Regions from separate parts of the Sus scrofa genome. Here region 1 is linked to region 2. Evidence: chromatin contacts called from public Hi-C data. All regions are on one chromosome and are shown on one strand. Each heading gives the region's core, a stretch centred on a gene start, on an enhancer-like site or on the middle of the called end of the contact. The rest is flanking DNA. Distances are from core to core; before and after follow the strand shown. Region 1 has its middle 8.4 kb from the start of BBC3. Region 2 overlaps SAE1 (SUMO-activating enzyme subunit 1).

The links. A called contact is a pair of places that touch in the nucleus more often than the background predicts.
Region 1: a contact with region 2 is called in a Hi-C map of fetal liver, with 2.0 times the contacts expected there. The contact joins two enhancer-like sites. A contact is called at or near these places in 2 of 5 promoter capture datasets (fetal liver and liver), 15 of 47 Hi-C or Micro-C datasets (alveolar macrophages, blood, embryonic fibroblasts and 10 more) and 2 of 2 datasets of contacts at active chromatin or transcription factors (alveolar macrophages and skeletal muscle).

The regions. Positions count from the first base shown.
Region 1 is chr6:53,052,140-53,058,510 of Sscrofa11.1, reverse strand. No RefSeq gene overlaps it. Among named protein-coding and RNA genes, the nearest start is that of BBC3, 8.4 kb to the right of the region's middle. Within about 2 kb of position 2,905, at least 52 of the 83 cell types and tissues checked have an H3K27ac peak or open chromatin away from gene starts, as enhancers often do. A contact at or near this core is called in fetal liver, where this site is marked.
Region 2 is chr6:53,019,229-53,025,037 of Sscrofa11.1, reverse strand. SAE1 (SUMO-activating enzyme subunit 1) reads right to left here. Exons shown (of 9, transcript XM_003127243.4): 8 at 2,712-2,781. Among named protein-coding and RNA genes, the nearest start is that of BBC3, 25 kb to the left of the region's middle. Within about 2 kb of position 2,932, at least 2 of the 83 cell types and tissues checked have an H3K27ac peak or open chromatin away from gene starts, as enhancers often do. A contact at or near this core is called in fetal liver, where this site is marked.

The DNA.
Region 1 (6,371 bases), core at 1,656-4,155, 34 kb before region 2:
AGCAGCTGGGGGAAACTTGATTGCCCTGAAGGCCAACTTTCCGGGTGCGAGTTTCCCACTCGCCACCAGGGGGCGGTGTGGCGCGCCACTGCCGCTTTAGAAGCCAGATGCATTCGTTCAACGAATAGTCCTTTTAACCATAAAACCTGCTTAGGGAGCCTTGTTCCAGTTTTTCAATCTGTGAAATGGGGATTAGAAGAGACAACTATGCTGGAAGCATGTTCATGCCGCCATGGAGCTCACTTTCTCCAAAAGGAGACAGACAGTAAGTAGCTAAACAAATAAATATGGAAAAGGAGTGTTGCCCAACAAAATTAGGCAGTGTGAGAGGGTCCTGGAAGGCTTCTCTGAGGAGGTGACATCTGATCAGAGACCGGAGTGAAACATGGGGGCCAAGCCGGCTGAACATGAGGTGTCCCAGATGGAGAAAGGCAATCCGAAGTACAGACAAGAAGAGGCAAGAGGTCAATCGGGGGTCCTGCCTGGAGGAGTCTTCACAAGACTCAAACCTTGTAGGTCTCTGGGGTGACTGAATGAATATTTATTTTATCATGATTGTTTTAAGGTTCCCACTTATCTCCGTAGCCCCCACCCCTTAAAGGGTCTTACTGGCATTTAAAGAGCACTTTCTGCCTCTGGGGCTCACTTTTGTTCCTCATCAACTCATTCCCAAAGCCTGGTGCCAAGAGTATTCTTGCAATTTCCATTGTACAAAGCAGGAGAGCAAAGCCCAGAGTCCTGGTGAGCTGTCCAAAGTCATGCGTCCAGCCAGGATTTGAAACCAGGGGGAGCTTTCTGACTCCCAGAGCCTACCCTGTCACCTCTGTGATACATTATTGTAATTATTCATTGTGCTTGGGCAAGGTACTTAATCTTGCTTGCCTCATTTTCCCCCGGTGTAAAATGGCACTAGTGACAACAGGTTGTGAGGAATAAATAAGATAATACAATTAAAGCACTGAGAACAGTGCCAGACACACACTCTATATGTATGCTATTATTGTGATTATCCATCAAATTCACAAATAGCTACTGAGCAAATCATGTAGTAGACTTACTTTTTTTTTTCTTCTTAGGACCGTGCCCACATCATATGGAGGTTCCCAGGCTAGGGGTTGAATTGGAGCTGTAGCTGCCGGCCTACACCACAGCCACAGCAAGCAGGATCTGAGCCGCATCTGTGGCCTACAGAACAGCTCGAGGCAATGCCAGATCCTTAACTCACTGAGCAGGGCCAGGGATCAAACCCGCCTCCTCATGGAACTAGTCAGGCTCCTAACCCTCTGAGCCACAATGGGAACTCCTCTACTTTCTTTTTTCTTTTCCTTCTTTCTTTTTTGCTTTTTAGGGCCGCACCCACAGCATATGGAGGTTGCCAGGCTAGGGGTCGAATTGGAGCTATAGATGTCGGCCTACACCACAGCAATGCCAGATCCGGGCCACATCTGTGACCTACACCACACCTCACAGCAACGCCAGCTCTTTAACCCACTGAGCAAGGCCAGGGAACGAACCTGCAACCTCATGGTTCCTAGTTGGATTCATTTCTGCTGCACCACGATGGGAACTCCGGAACTCTTCTACTTTCAAAATAAATCCAGAACCATACATCACCCACCTGTGCCTCTCAGGATAGTCATAAGGATTTAACGAGGTCAGGTGTGTAAAGCATTGCGTTGGCACAGAGCTTGGCACCTAATAGGTGAACAGAAAGTGAGAACTGCGTTATTACAACTGCTATTATTATTACCGCTGTCATCATCATGGCCCCTTTATCCTTTTAGCTGCTCAAGTCAAAACCGGGAACCCCTTAAACTCCTTTCTTTCCCACACATCCACCCCCAGTGCCTCAGCCAATCCCATAGGCTCCGCGATGAGCCTGATCCCACAGTAACCACTCTGGTCCACTCTCCACCCACCAACCAGGGTTATTACGGTAGCCCTCTGCTCTCTCCGCCCACAGTCTATACTCCACCTGGCCGCCAGAGGGCGGCTTAAGAACGCGCGTCCTCTGCTTAGGGGCTCTCCAGGGGCTCCCACCCAACTCAGAGTAAGTAGTAAAATCCTCACCATCATCTAATCCTGCACTGGAATTCACCTCCCAACCCTCTCCCCTTGCTCACTTCCTTCCAGCCGCACCCACTCTCCTGGACAGGCCCATTCTGGCTTCAGGACCGGTGCACCTGCCCTTCCCTCTGTCTGGGGCGCTCTTCGCTGCCTCACCCCCTCTGGGCACGTCCTCAACCATCGCTTTCTCAGGAACACCTTCCTTGATCATCCTAGTGACTAAGACCACTCTCAACACTCTCGAGCCCCTTTCCCTGCTTCTTTTATCTACTTTGAGACTCTGTATTGTTAATTATATTATTCAGCATCTGTCTCCCCCAGACCAGAGTAACAGCCTCTGGAAGGCAGAGATTTTTGTTTTGTTCACTGCTGTGTCCTCGATGCCTACAACAGTTCCTGGCCCAGAGATTCGAATCTCTGATGAATGAATGAATGAATGAATGAATGAATATAAGAATATAAGAATAAATGACCACAGATATCTTGGTGATTACAAGCATTTCCCTTCTCTGCCCACGTCAGCCTCCAAAGGACTCCATTCACCTCAGGCGGCTGACCTCAAGTCTCCGACTTCAGCTTCTCAGTTTTAAATTGGATTTGAAATAGTCTCTATCTCATGGGGCTCTCGTGAGTTTGAAATGGGTTCGTATTTGCAGCATTCATGAATTGGTGACATCGTGAACAGCAAAGGTGGAATTTTTTACACGGCGCCTGCGCTACCTCCTCTTGCCGCTCGGGGGCAGCAGAGCCCGGCGGATTCGCCGACTCGGCCAGCGCGGGATGAGGAGCGGGGGCAACTCCGGCAGAGGAAGCTGATGAAATCCAAGCCAACTTGCAGTGAGCTCATCCCGCCCGGGCGCCTCCGGAAGCCACGGGGCCGCCCGGCCTCTGCCTGGCCGGAGCGATAAAACTCCACTGCTGAACCAGGGCGGGAAGTCCTTCCTGAGGTCTGCCCCGCGTGGGGCCTGCTGCCAGGAGCCTGGGCCTTTGGGAAGGGGCGAGGATGAAGTAGCGAAAGGTCCCCTGCGCTCTCCGCAGAATGAAAAGTGAATTCTGAGCTTGGCTGTGGGAGTTGGGAGGCGGGGTGGAGAAGGGAGGGAGAGAGAGAGAGAGAGAGAGAGAGAGAGAGAGAGACGAGACGTGGGAAAGACGAAGTTGGGGAGACTGAGACAGAGGAGAGGGGGAGAGAGACAGAGAAAAGGAGAGACAGCCCGAGAACGTCTCTGGAGAGACAAAGGTGGAAAGACGGAGACAGGAAGAGAAAGATGGGGCGAGAGAGAGATCAAGGAGAGAGAGATGCTGGAGAGACAGAGCTGGGACCTGGGAAACAGACAAAAAGAGAAAGAGACAGGCAGAGACACAGAGATAGGGAGAGACAAACAGGGGGGACTCAGAGGCGGAGAGAGTCGTGGCGAGTGGTAGAGACGGGGAAGCAGAGGCAGAGGCAGAGGTGAGGGAGATGGAGTCAAGGACCACCGTACAGACAGGTAGGGGGGAAGCCAGTGGGAAGAGGGGGCGCGGGGAGGAGCACTCGGGGTTACGGTCGCCCGCCAGGGCGGGCCCTGCGGGACGTGGGCGGGGCCCCTCCCAATCGGCTCATCCCGGCGGCGGCGGCGGTGGCGGCGGCGGCGGCGGCGGCGGCGGCGGCGGCGGCCGAGTTACCGAGTTACCAAGTTACCGCAGGATTCCGCAGCTTCTCACTGGCGAGGCCGCAGCCAATCAGAAAGCAGCGTCGCTGTTCTCGGGCAGGAGGCCTGGAGACGCACCTTCCCCCGACACCCAGCGAAGCACGCGGCCACACAGTCAGAGTGGCTCACACACTTACACTGTCCCAGGGACACGCAACATCGCCTTCCCCTTCCCACACACACACAATCACAGTGACACACACGGTGTCATACACACACGGTCTCAGGAACATGCAGAGACCCACAGCATCACACCGACCCAAAATCTCAGGACGCAGATGTAGGTCCAGGACACACAGCACAGCCCGGACACACAATCACAACGACACACAACCACACTGACACCCACTGTTGCCCAGACCCAGGCAATCTCCATGATTTTGTTCCTGGAACACACAATATCAGTAACACACACACAATCACAGTGACACCTCATATTCCCACAGCCAGTTGGTCCTGACACTCACGCTATCACAGTGACACACAGAATCACAACTTAATCACAGTGACACACAACATTGCACAGACACACACAGGCTCGTGAACATACAGTCCCATGGACACCAACATCACCCTGACAAATATAATCACAGTGACACACAATTACAATGACATACACAATCACAAGAACACATAGCACTGTACAGATGCACACTCTCAGTAGCATGCAGTCCCACAGACACACACTTCAGATACAATAACAGTGTCACATACACAACCCCTCTATACACAGCATTGTCCAGATGTACAATACCTGTGACACACTCGCACATCTTCCCCCGATCACAGCAAAGCATATGGGCACACACCATCACAGTGACACACAACATATCCACCACACACAACGCAACACGACACAGTGGCACAGAAAATCCCATGGACGTGCAGCATTGTGCACACACACAATCCCACCCACACACAGCACTGTGTGTGTGTGTTGGTGGGACACACACAATCATAGTGTTGCACATACACAACCACAGTGACACAACCACATTGACATGCCATGTTACACGGATGCTTACAACCACTCTAACACAACAGTAAGACAGCATGTCCACAGACCTTTCCGCTAAACATTCAAGCTCACTCCAACACGTCTGCAATCCCACTGTCACGCAAACACAATCACATGGACACACAACACCTCACCCATGCACACCAGCACATTGCACGAAACAGCCCATGGACACAAGCACACAAGGACACTACCACATTCGCACACAACATGCCTGAACATCATACAATAGCACAAGGACGCACAATCACATCGTGTGCCCACACACAATCACATGACTGCGCTATGGGACAAACGTAGCTTGCTGACACACAACACCATCCCACGGACACACACAATCAACTGATACACAGCATTATACTGACACAATCACACACAGTGCCCTGACACAACCGCAGCTCTCATAAGTCGACCCCTGACACACAGCCCACTGGCCCATCAGACTTACAGTGAACTCTCCAGCACACACACACACACACACACACACACACACACACACTTATCCCAGCCCTTGCCCCGGTGAGATGTGTGTGCTGTGGGATGCTGCGGGGGGAGGGGAGCGATGTTGAGTGGGAGCGTGTGTGTGTGTGTGTGTGTGTGTGTGTGTGTGTGTGTGTACTTGCTTCTGCCTCCCTCTCCCGGCCCTTCCCTGGGGGCGGGGCCGCGCGGCAGCCGCTGTTACCGGGTAAACTTCCCCGCCCCCCCGCGCGGCCATTAGTCAACCCCCCCAAGGATGATGTCATCGCCTCATTCTGGAGGCTGAGTAATCCTTGACTCCGCCCCCCCAGGTACCAGGGTAGGGGCGGGCCGCACCTGGACTCACGAGGGTCTGGAGCTGGGGGCTCTGCTGCCTGGGGGGGAGGGGGCGGAGGCGGTGGGGGGGCCTGAGAAATCTGAGCCTCTCCGCGGCGGCCTAGGCGCTCGCATTAGGGTCCCAGGGGGCCGGAGGCTCCCGGTCCTGAATCCGTGGTGGCCAAATGAAGACACTAGGGGACTGGATTTTCCAGACGTAGGGTCCTGGACATCCCAGGCCCCAGGACTGGGAAGGGAGCACCACTGCCAGGGGCTGGGTCCCCTGGACAGGGGTCTGGAGGAGGGGGTCTGAGACCCTTGGGGCTTAGACTCCTGGGTTCTTGGCAAGTGTTGCTGGGGGGCGGGGAGGGGGGACATTGAGTGCCAGTGCCGGGGAGAAGAGGGAGTGGCTGTGGGGTCAGATGCCTGAGTCCCGGGAAATCAAAAAGCTAGACCTTGGGGAAAACAGCTCAGAGGCGGGGGTGGGGGTGGGGGTGGGGGGTGGGAGCTGGCAGTCTACACCTTGGGGCTGGGCAGGTGGTCATCTGGATGAATTGGACACCTGGACACCTGAGGGCCTGGTGACAGGTGTGTGTGGGTGAGTGGGGGTCTTCCAGTATCAATACGGTGAGGGGCTATAGGATGCCTAGAGGCTCTGAGACATCTCAGTGCCTCGGGGCCCAAAGGCCTGAATCCCTGTTTCCTGTGGGGGTGGGGCGCTCGGTTCGAACTTACCCAGAATCACTCCTGCACGGGTCCCCTTCTAGGAGCATCCTCAACCCTAGTTTCCAGGGGCTGGGAAACTA
Region 2 (5,809 bases), core at 1,683-4,182:
GAGGTTCCAGGGAGCACCGTGCTGTCACTCACGAGGTTGGGAATGCACTCTAAACACCCGGAATCTCTCCTCCTTGACCTGGGCACCAAGCCCAATCCACTTCCTCACCCAAAAAATGTAGACAATATACCTATTCCAAGTGGTTATTCCAGAAATAACCGTCCTTCTGAGGAAAATGTTTTTAGCATCTACTTTGTGTCAAGTATTAAGGATTCTGAAGTCCCTGCCGGCCGGGGGCTTGGCTGAGACAGAGGTTTGCTTCTCTGGGCTCATATATAAAATGGGAAATAAACGGCACCTGTCCACTGGGGCTCCTGATGAGTATGAAATGTGATCAAGCCTGTAATGTGCCAGCCACATGGTAAATTCTCAATAAATGGGAGCTACTATTACTAAAGGCTGCCAGGGGCCCTTCCCTAATATCTGAGGACCACAAGCACTCAGCTGGTGGAAGGACCACAGGTAGAATTCCTAGACCCGAGACCCCAAGTTCCTGGAGATGATACAAAGCATTTTAATGGGGTGCCTGCACGGCTGCTGTCAGCATCGCCCCAGCACTGCAGGCAGGGAGACCAAGTAAGACAGTGGGGAGAGAAGAGGGCGATTAAACCTAAGCAAGGAGACACGCCAGAGGCTGTGGAGAGACCACGTGGCATCTGGAATGACAGAAGGAAGGAGGGAAACACTGATGATTCCAAAGGAACAGGCTTGGGTCTCCCCCATCTCCCGAAGTTTCCTTGTTACGGGTAGTCAGATGGTCCCGCCAGGGAGAAGGGGCAGATCTGCACCCTCAGATGGCAGGACTTTACCGGAGCAGGAACGGTGCTAAGTAGGGGGGAGTGGCGGGGACAAGGCAGCAGGGCACGGGGTGAACATGGGCAAAGGTAAAGTGCTTCCCAAGCAGGATGGGGGTAGGAGGAGATTCCAAACACGCCCAGAACCAAGAATGCAGAGTGCTCTGGCGACCCGGATCCGGGATAAACAGAAACGAGATGCTGGGCGACAGCTGTGCCCGGCAGGCAGGAAGGAGGGGGCTGCACCAGAGGCTGTGACTGAGACGTGGAGAGGCCGCTGCCAACAATGGGGTCAAGGTGACCTACGCGACCCCCAATCTCCATCCCACGTGAGCACCTCAGGAAGCAGCTTCTCAATGGGATGTGTAGAGGAGGCCCAGGGTGCAGGGACAGTGGCCCCAGGCCCACGCAGACAGCACTGGACAGCAGTGGTGCTAGGGAGGGCACCGGAGGCCGGATGGCCAAGTGATGCACAGGTTCTGAAAGCAGACCGAGTGGGCTCAAGCCCTAGCCCCACTGCTTGTCTGCCTCCGTGCCTCCTTCATGCAACAAGGATCACAGCAGCTTCTATCTCTTGGGTGTTGTGAGGATAAAATGAGTCTATCCACGGTCTCCGGGGGGTAGGTACATAATGGGCTCTCAATAAATGTTACCTACTGTTGTCATCATTACAAGAGACAAAAAGAACGGTAATGTCCCCCCCACCCATTTATCCATCACTGCACTCTCTCCTGCCAGGTCTCCCTATAGGCAGCCTTAGGTTTAGGGAAAGGATTCTGTCCAGAGAGAATGAAATGAGAGAGAAAAAGAGCCTTAAGAAGACGGCAGGGGCACCACAGGATCAGCGGGTCTCTGCAGCACCAGGTTCGATCCCTGGCCCAGCACAGTGGCTTAAAGGCTTTGGCGTTACCGCAGCTTGGCTCGGATCTGATCCCTGATCCCTGGCCTGGGAACTCCATATGCCACAAGGAGAGACAAAAGAATAAGAAAAAAAAGGAAGAAGACGGTGGGATCATCAAGTTGAGTCAAGTGCTTCCAGAGCAAATTTACAGACAAAGCAATAAGAGCTGGTCTCTAAATCGTCCTAAGCTCGAACCTGACATGTAAACAGACAGGGGGAAATCATTTAAGCTGACATGACTCTGCTCCATCAAAGAAAAGGAAAAACCATGACTGCAAATCCACTAAAGCAGTCAAGAATTTGCAAAAGGCAAATTCAACATCTTTGAGCAAATATCAGGTCCCCCCAAAAAGGTAAAATCTATTTCAGGGTATGCTACAGTTTGGCAACCCAAATGTTCCAGAAAAGACTCCAAAGGCTGTGCTAATTACTGGTTGCATGACCTCGGATAAAACACTTCCCTTCTGAGGGGACAACACTACCCGGTATTGACTCCCCCTCTCCACACAAGCCCCGGACGTGCGCATTAGCAAGGGCACTCTGACGCCACGGTCATGGACCGAGAGAAACTGTATCAAGGAGAGGTGGAGCAGCAGAGGTTTTGGGGTCCCTTTCTGGCCCTCAGTGTCTACCCCTTGAACGGGGACCATGACAGTGTCCACTTCATAGAGCTGTGAGAAGCAACTGAATACCTGGCAAATATTATAAGCACCAGATAACTAATCTGTAGAGTTAGGGGCTGGCAGACAGCACCTTCCAGGCACCTTGTCCGGCTCTGGGCTTAGCACAAAGCAAGCACTTGAAGGTCATTTGCTGAATGCCCAGCTGGATGGGCTGGAGAGAATAGGATGGGGTGGGAAAAGGAAGGAAGAGGATGGGGAGGGCAGGAAAAAAGGATGAGTGACGGCAGATAAGCCAGGCAGCTTGCTAAGACAGTCCTGGGTTCTCTCTGCTGGCACATCTACAAGGGGATGGTGCAGTGGGTCAATGGTCTTTGATTCCACAGTGACTTTTACCTTCACAATTTCCTGAGCCAGGATCCCTCCAACCACTGCACACACTGGGGCCATCTCAGAGAAGCAGTACCTGAAAGAGAAGACAAATGATACGGAGCCCCGAGGAGCAGGAAGGCTGGTGAGACATTTGGGAAAGGTCAGTAGTGGACTAGCCTGAATGAACACATCTCCTACCGGGAGGAGTCAATCCAGACAGCCACACCAATGCTGGCATCTAGGCGTGAAAATGAAATCTGATCCAGGAGGTTAGTAGGTGGCTGGGAAAGACCTCTGAACCTTGGCAAGCAAGAACTGTTTCACAACATTTTTTTTTAAGTTAAAGGAAAGACTATATTTGTGCATCCTAAATATATCAGATGTTTCAGTGCCCCAGTCACATTCTCGCAATTCTCTCCTTACCCACAATGGGCAGTGGGGTCTGTATGTTATTCCCAGACAAATGTCAGGAGCAGGCCTGTGTTAACATGCACGAGGCCTGGGAAAGTTAGGGCCTGAAATTACAGCACGGGAGTAGAAAAAAGCCTTCACTACCCACGTAGATACCAACCCTTCTAGGCCAGGATGGGGCATCCAGAGGACAAATTTTAGCTAATATTGCCACCTGCCCCTCCAAGTCACCCATCCTGGACAGCAAAACGCTTCCTTCCACCACCTCTCCTGAGGAAGCATGCCTCGCCAGTTCCCACCCCTGAACACAAAGATGGTTTTTAGGTGAGGAAACTGGGTGCAGGCAAGTTAAAGGGTAAGTTTCCCTATGGAACCTTACCTCCAGAAGACCGCCTCCAATCTTCTCAGTTTGCCACACATCCTTCTGGACTTTTTAGTTTATTTTTTATTTTTTTTTAAAAGAACTTTTGTTTATTTTGGAGGGGGGGACGCAAAAGTTCCCTGCCAGTGATCGAATCCATGGCATAGCAGTGACCCAAGTAGCTGCAGTGACAATGCTGGATCCTTAAGCTGCTGTGCCACCAAGAAAACTCCTAGACCTTTTTATTTTTTATTTTATTTTTTATTTTTTAAATTTTTTGCTTTTTAGGGCCGCACTTGAGGCATATGGAAGTTCCCAGGCTAGGGGTCAAATTGGAGCTATAGCTGCTGGCCTACACCACAACCACACCAGATCCCCAACCCACTGAGCAAGGCCAGGGATCGAACCCACATCCTCATGGATGCTAGCTGTGTTTGTTACTGCTGAGCCACAGTGGGAACTCCTAAACACACATAATTTAAAATCCAGTAGAGCAATTATGATTTGTGGTGTTCTAAAACCTCCTGATGTATAGTTAAGCTGTTCAACATTGAAATAACACATACTGCAATAGGTGTCCAAACAACTCCTTACAGCAAATTTCTAAATACAGAACTGCTGAGTCCTGATACATTCTCCCAAAATGCCCTCCGGAAAGGCTAGATCCATTTAACTGCCATCAACTGCGCTTGGGGGTGCCCATCTCCTCATACCCTGGCCAGGATGTTCATCCACAGAGGCAACGTCATCCCTCGTATCAAGGTCCATTAGAGAACTATAAAACACATAGAGGACTATACCAAAGAGAAACTAGCCACTCCTAATTCAACTACACAAAGATAATCAGATGCAGGAATATTTTTCCTAAAAAGAAAATTCACCTGGAGTTCGCGTCGTGGCTCAGTGGTTAACGAATCCGACTAGGAACCATGAGGTTGAGAGTTTGATCCTTGGCTTTGCTCAGTGGGTTAAGGATCCGGCATCGCCATGAGCTATGGTGTAGGTGACAGACTCGGCTCAGATCCCGAGTTGCTATGGCTCTGGTGTAGGCTGGTAGCTACAGCTCTGATTCGACCCCTAGCTTGGGAACCTCCATATGCTGCAGCTGAGGCCCTGGAAAAGGCAAAAAAAGACCGAAAAGAGAAAGAAAATTCACCCATATTCTATGCGATCTTTCTTTCTTTAAAAGTATATCATCTTGGAGTTCCCGCTGTGGCACAGTGGTTAATGAATCCGACTGGGAACCATGAGGTTGCGGGTTCAATCCCTGGCCTTGCTCAGTGGGTTAAGGAATCCAGCATTGCCGTGAGCTGTGGTGTAGGTCGCAGACGAGGCTTGGATCCCGCATTGCTGTGGCTGTGGTGTAGGCCGGTGGCTACGGCTCCGATTCGACCCCTAGCCTGGGAACCTCCATATGCTGCAGAAGCCACCCTAGAAAAGGCAAAAAGACAAAAAAAAAAAAAAAAAAAAAAAAAAAAAGAAAGAAAGAAAAAAAAGTATGTCATCTCAACAAAATGTTACTAGTAAATCAAACCAAACCAGCAACATGTAGATGATGAAGGGGGATTTATGCCAGGAATGGAAGGTTGGTTTAACATATGAGATATCAATGTAGTATGCCAAATTAATTAATTAAAGGACAAAATAACACAAGATCACTTTGACAGACAAGGAAAAAGCATGTGACAAAAATCCAGCACTATTTTTTTTTTTTGGCCACACGCAGGGCATATGGAAGTCTCTGGGCCAGGGATCGAATCTGAGCCACAGGTGAGATAACACCGGACCCTTTAACCCACCGTGCCATAGTGGGAACTCCCCCAATCCAGCAATATTTCATGATAAAAACACTCAATAAACTGAGAAGGAAATTTCTTCAAACTGATAAAGGGCATCTATGAAAAATCCATAGCCAACATCATACCCAATGGCAAAAGACTAAAAGCTTTCCTCTTAAGATCAGAAAACAAGGCAAGGAGTTCCCGTCGTGGCGCAGTGGTTAACGAATCCGACTAGGAACCATGAGGTTGTGGGTTTGGTCCCTGCCCTTGCTCAGTGGGTTAACGATCCGGCGTTGCCGTGAGCTGTGGTGTAGGTTGCAGACGTGGCTCGGATCTGGCGTTGCTGTGGCTCTGGCGTAGGCTGGTGGCTACAGCTTCGATTCAACCCCTAGCCTGGGAACCTCCATATGCTGCGGGAGCGGCCCAAGAAATAGCAACAACAACGACAAAAAGACAAAAGACAAAAAAAAAAAAAAAAAAAAAAAAAAACAAGGCAAGAATGTCTGCCATCACTACTTCTATTCAACACTGTACTGGAGGTTCTTGCCCAGGCACTTAAGAAAGGAAAA